Regions from separate parts of the Mus musculus genome. Here region 1 is linked to region 2. The links are chromatin contacts, called in public targeted proximity ligation maps. All regions are on one chromosome and are shown on one strand. The core of a region is the stretch at or near the end of the contact, and the rest is flanking DNA. Distances in the headings are between cores, read along the strand shown.

Region 1 (3,303 bases), core at 165-2,664, 100 kb after region 2:
AGAAACATATCTTACTGCAAAATGACCAAAGCATTCCTCCAAACAGCTGTGCGTGGATGTAGACAGTGGGTACACCCCATATTCAGAGAGAAAGGAATTGATCACCAGAGAATTATGAAATTATCCATGGCTAGTTAGCCTATTTAAAAAAAAAACCATTCTGTCCTCCTAAAGCTGCTTCATATATGCAGAGACCTGCTCTCAGAATTAAAGCTAAAACTCCTTTCCCTACCCATTGGTAGTCTGAGACTGTGTGCTTTGTGGGAGCATTCTCTATGAATAAAACTCACAAGTTTAGCCCAGCTCCCTGGGCTGTATTTATATCTAATCTCTTTGGGCTAGGAATGTCCTTTGTGGGTGGTCAGCAGCAAATAGATTTAAAGTCTATTATTCTGCTTGTTATGGGAAACAACTTAGTGTGTCTGCTGCATTTTAATCTAAGGATTATATGCTTAGCCTCTGGAAAATTCATTTTAGAAACATCAATAAGAATCTTTTTAAGCATTTTTTTTTAATCAGGAGGCCTAATTATCATTTACACATTTATTGGTACTTAAGGCCCTGACATAAAAAGCCTTGAGCCCAAAAAGGCGAGGCAGCTGTTGCAGACTTAACAAGAAGCCAGTATTCTCCTGGGACCATCTAAACGTATACCACACCTTGAAATAGAGTTAGAGTGGATGCTCGCCCTGCAAGTGCGTTTGACCAAAGCCTGATGCTGCAAATCCTGACCTCCTTTTGTCGTTGGTTTATTTGGTTTGGGTTTAGGTTTTTAAGACTTCCAAATGGACTTTAAGTTAAATGAGCAAATACATTTAGTGCCTCTCTTCAAAATTCTCAACACAAAAACCATTATTTCTTTGAAAAAGGCATAAATCTTCTAGAACAAAGATAGCAGAAACCAGATAGTAAAATCTTCAAGATGTTTTAGAGGTGAAAAATGAAGACAATAGACTTAGCAGACCAAAATAAGACACATCTTCTAATATGTGGAGCCCCATTCTGCCTCAGAAAAGACATTCCAAAACCATCAGGCATATAAAACATCTAACGTGAAAGACAAAAGAAAGGGGAAAAAGTGCAACTTGAAGCAAAAAATGGTGCAGAAAAATAAAATTTCAAAGGTAAAAAAGTTAATCTCTGAATATCTACTTAGTTTATGAGACCACTCAGGGGCTATCAGCAACTGAAAATAAAATAAACCTGATAAATTAACAACTTTAGAAGGGTTCCAAGAAAAATGTAAGTTATCTTTGGGAAGAGGCGTTCAGAGGCAAGTCAAACATCCTACAGCAGGTCCAGAAGGAAGCTGAATAGACAATGAGGGAAGCCAATACTGCAGCCCGGAACATAAAAACAAAAGGAATGAGCGGCTCCTTCCTGGTGCTGTGAACTCTGTGCCTTTCTGAGCTCTGCCCAGGCGCAGACAGAAGCAGGGCTCACAACTCCATGCTACCTACAGTCCCTCCCTGCAGGTGAGTCTGCCTGAGGACTCAAGATAAACAGCCACTTGACAAAGCAATAGCAGAGAGAAGAAACACCATACTCTGTACTCAGCTAAGTAAGTCTCTCCTTAAACAAGACCCCGCACCAGCAAAGGGTGCAGCCCACATTGGGTTTTCTTGCTTCAGTTAACCAATTAAGAAAAATCCTCCGCAGACAGGCCCAGCGCCAACCGGAGCCACCCCCTCCCTCTCGGAGGCTCTCTTCCCAATTGCTCCTAGTTTTTGTCACCTTGGTAAACTCATCATCACAGTGCTCTTTGGACACCAGCAAAAGACAAACAAACATAACCGAAAAAGCACATCCCAATCGCGGCAGGTGATCATTAAACTGCTGAATGCTTTCATGAACGATGTCAAAAGACACAATAGAAGAGACCCTGTAAAGAACTGAGAATCGGCAGGCGCTAGTGTTCTCACAAGGAGCCGGAATGCTAGGAGGTGAGCAACGCCCTTCCTATCAACAGCTCAGTGATTTCCAGCCAGGAACTCTACACCTAGCCAGGCAATCAATTATACATGAGTGTTACACTCTCAGGTATACAGCAGCTCAGAAGTCTTACCTCCCATTTGCAAGTTGTTAGAAAGCTTGCAAAATTAGAAGGTAAAAGAAGAAAAATCAGAATATGGGCTGGGGAAAGGAGGAAAGCCAATCAGAGACATGATACACATGGACTACTCAGAGAGGACCTAAGAAAGAAACAGCAAGCCCATAGCACCGCCCACAGCACCGCCCACAGCACCGCCCACAGCACCGCCCACAGCACAACAAGGGATGGCTCCAGGTGTGAGTCCTTCAAGATGAAAGTAGTATGTGTTAAAATACTGCCAGAACCCTCCTGTATAAAGCTGTGGTTACTCATACATGTCTTTAAAAAGTGACTGATTTTTTTTTTTTTAAATCAAGATGCAATGTAGCCAAGCTGCTAAAACAAGGCATTCGTGGGTCCTATTTACACAAAACAAGATAAACCACCAGGTAAGGAATAGCACATAGGGACTGGGCCCTTTAAAACAAACAAACAAACAAAACAACAAAAACAATAGCCTAAACTTTTAAAAGAAGACAATATTGCATTCTACATCAAGCTTGACAACTTGCAAAATACATACTTTCATGTGAGCCTCACCACTTAAACTTAGCAAAGCTGTGCCAGAGACAGGAAGCTCTTTATAGTTAGTTGTATCTAGCAAGTTGATAACACCTGCCGCCATCGGATCTGCAGACTCTAGACTACAGGGAACATGGCATGCTCTAATTGAGTCCTAGACTTATGAACTGCTCAGGACGGGAGGCTGGGGACTATAGAGGGAGGAACGGAACCTGCTGGGGATTGAACCTGGGTTTCTCTCTCTCTTGGACCACTTATTACACATCACTCTGTGTTACATCACGTGGTATATATTTTCAAATAGTCAAATTCATGGAAACAGCAAAATGGTTGACAACAGAGCTTAGGGAGTAAGCAAAACCAGGAGTTGTGTGGTACAATTAGTGTTTCGCACAATCAAAGAAAATGAGGCTATCAACTTGGAGGTGGGGAAGGCAATCAATAGATGCAGAGCTTGGGAGGAAGGAAAGAGAGGGACGGATGTAATTCTGTTTCAACTAAAAACATGTTTTAAGGTTTTAAAAGAGAAAATACCAAACAGGATAATTAACCAAAGAGCTAAGGTGTTACCCAGTCCACGGAGGCTAACGATGTTTTGCTGCTGAGATTACAGAAAATGAGGGTGACCCTGCTTTCCCAGGTCAACAGCAATGAAGTAACTGTTAACATACAATCCCACATTGCTCAGC
Region 2 (3,288 bases), core at 73-2,572:
TCTGTAAGGCTGCCTCCTTAATGTCACTGCTGTGTGTAGCCAGTGAGGCAGAGTTGACCAGTCTGTGAAGTCAGAGAGCTAACATCAAGTATGGACTCCTTCATCCTCTAACCACATGATCTCAGGCAAGGTTCACCACGGCTTCAAGCCTCAGGTTGGTTCCTTTCAATGGCCTGCCATACCTAAGTCCAGGATTTTAGTAAAGATTTTAAATATTTATCAGTGGGACCGAAGATGTGGCTTCGTGACCAGGTACTCGACTGGCATAAAAGAGGGGCCTGGGTTCAATTCCCAATACCGGAGGTAGAAGGGGAAAAAATGGTTAAAGTATTTGTCAGGATGGATAGCCACTACTAACTCCTTAACATGCCTGAAGCCTAAGCACAAAGACTTTTAAAATCACGAGTCCCCTCATTTTAAACAAAGACAACAAAGTACGGATGTCATGCTCCTAAGATTCAAGTCTGAGTGCCTCAGGACAACTCCTCCGGCGAGATCCGACAGCCACTGAGTCCACACATGGCGTCCGGGTGGATGGCTTGGGGTTTGTTCCCATTTGGTCACCTCTACAGTACTGGGGTGTCACCCTGGGGCCTTGCGAAAGCTGCAGTCCCATGTGACCTCTATTAAAAAGGCTTCATCTGCTGAGATACTTTTGTGAACTACATAAGACCTCCAGAAAATACCGCGTCCTTTCCTCTCTAGCATCTGCTTCCCTAGCTTTACGCTGGACAAGGTCAGAATGACAGCAGCCACCACAGCAGAGCCTGCATCAGAAACAGAGTATATTTCAAATAAGTTCTCATGACAATAATCTCAGCAGAGCGATGAAAATAGTAAAAGGTGAAAGTATTAATATTTAATCCTAATATGATACAAAGTAAGACCGTTTGAAATAGGAGTAGCACATATTTTAAAAGTATAGTTCCACAAGAATTAAACAGATGTCTTAAAATCCAATCTCAAAAGAAGGAGGCAGCACACCGTACCATTTCCAGACAATGGAGTACAGTCCAGGTAACACACCTACCACCAGGTCCGAGGCAGCCTCAGGGACGAGCATGTTAAGTACAAAAGCCAATGGAAGCCTATTTGGAGGGCACCCACTGGCCAAGGTTCAACACCATCTGCTCTGTCCCAAGAGAAGTTGCCTGTGAGGTGTCCAGTCAGAAGTTCCCTGTCAAGAGCACCTGGCCAGAGTCAAGCTTATCACTGCTGCTTTCCTTTTTGTCCCCTCAGGCAACCGGAAGGACCATCAAAGAGGCTGAGTCAGAGCTAAGGAGTGACATTCCAGGAAAAACAACTGTCTGGCCTGTGGAAAGGACTGGCTCCACGCCCACTGAGCACCTGTCTCTGACTCAGGGTCATCCAGATAGGCATGGCAGGCTCAGGCCATGCTCTCCCTCGTTACCTCTGACAGCTACGGTTTCACATCCAGCAACTGGCTCTTTTACATGTGTGCTGGTTTCTCAGCCAGGGTCATGTCAGGTACTAAGTTTCCAAGCCAGACAATATGGTACACTCCTATGAACTCAAAGGTGATCTCAGACCAAAGGGACAGACAGTTTAAGGCTAACTTTGAAACTGCATCATAAAATCCCAAAGCTAACCCTAACCTTACACGTGCAGGAGGCTGGCTCAGTAACAGTAGCAGCATTATGAGGGTAAACAACTTGAAAAAGAGCTGCAGTAGCCCCTCCCCCACACCTCACATCTTGTGTCTCAGCTTTTTGATTTTGTACTTCCTTCATTTTTATTAGCATAAAGCACATATAATTCATTTTCCTTCATTAAAAACTAAATCCTTAACCCTTGTGGTAAGTTTAAATGAGAATGGCTCCCACAAACTCAATGTCAGGTCCCTAGTTGGCAGAACTGCTTTAGGAAGGATTAGGAGGTGTGGCCTTGCTGGAGCTATGTCACAGGGGTGAACTTTGAGGTTTCAAAAGCCCAGGCCAGGCCCATCTCTGTCTCCAACTTGAAGAAGGAGAAGAAAAAAGTAAGCTCTCAGCTACTGTTTCAGCAGGCAGGGCTGCCTACCTACACATGTTTCCACAAACTGTAAGCAAGCCCCCAATCAAATGCTTTCTTTTATAAGTTGCCTTAGTCCCGGTCTGCACAGCCAGAGCTACAGAAAAGTAACTAAACACTCAGCTTCTCTCTTCCTCTTTCCCTCCCATTTTATAATCCATAAGGCTCTAAATCTTTTTGAGGTTCATCTAAAGCCGATGGTGAAACGCAAGGCCATTCTAAGCCTCAATCACAAATTATCAAGACGCCATTCCTGAACCTTGCACTGAAATAACCAGTCTACTGAACATGACAACAGGCTTAACTCCCCCTCCCCTCTGGGTGCCAGGGACGGAATCTAGAGCATCACAGATGCCAGGCATGCGTGCGCTCAACTGCCCAATCACACCCACGCGTACTGAGAAGAGACAGCTCAAAGGACAAAGATGCTCCACTTTGGATAGTTGTAACATCTTTTAAGAGATCACGTTTGGCCCATCATGGTGGAGCAAACCTTTACTCCCAGTACTTGTGGGAAAGAGACAGGCAGATTTCTATAAGTTCACGACCAGCTTGCTGAGCATAACAAGTTCCAGGGCAGCAAAGGCAATACAAAGAAAGAAAGGAAAAAGGAAAGAAAGAAAAAGAGAAAAGAAATCATGTTCCACCTGCAATAACTAAAACCAGAGGTGCAAAAAAGCAGCTGTCCCAACTAACTATACTGAGACAAAAATGTTAAACCCTAGACCCCTCTTGCCACTGTAAAAGTATTCGGTTAAAGCTTCAGGTTAATGCAGAGATCTACATTTACGTAATATAAACCATACCACCTCTTAATAAAAACAACAGACGACCTATAAATCCAAAGCCCCATGGATTTATCTCAACAAGACGGAAATAATACATTCAAATTTCCACCAAGCCTCACCTTGCTTCATATGACAAAAGTCTCAGCTTACCTTGAAAATGAAATACTATTTGGAGAGTAAAACTGCTAGTGTTTACTCTGGGTACTAGTGCACCAGTCACCTGTCAGGGGTGCCAAAAAGAAGCGGACAGGCTGGGAGATGGAGCTGCAGGGCGGAGGACTTGCTGGGCACGGCTAAGTTCCTGGGGCTCAGTTCCCAGCACCACAAGATGAATTACAAAATAAGTAAATAAAATCAACAGAGAAAAATGGATTTGAAAATTATTTCTGGAGTAGCTCTTTTAAGACTTTCAAATGTGACTTTTCAAAGCCATACTTTGAGATTGTAGGTGGCCATTACAGCTGACCCC

What was found.
Region 1: a targeted proximity ligation map of trophoblast stem cells shows a contact between it and region 2, with 12 read pairs. A contact is called at or near these places in 7 of 130 datasets of targeted methods (the HPC-7 cell line, embryonic fibroblasts, embryonic stem cells and 2 more) and 3 of 9 other capture datasets (adipose tissue, liver and pancreatic islet).

What each region holds. Positions count from the first base shown.
Region 1 is chr19:32,342,682-32,345,984 of GRCm38.p6, forward strand. The region is part of intron 2 of Sgms1 (sphingomyelin synthase 1); the gene reads right to left. Among named protein-coding and RNA genes, the nearest start is that of Sgms1, 44 kb to the right of the region's middle.
Region 2 is chr19:32,241,074-32,244,361 of GRCm38.p6, forward strand. The region is part of intron 4 of Sgms1 (sphingomyelin synthase 1); the gene reads right to left. Among named protein-coding and RNA genes, the nearest start is that of Asah2, 140 kb to the left of the region's middle.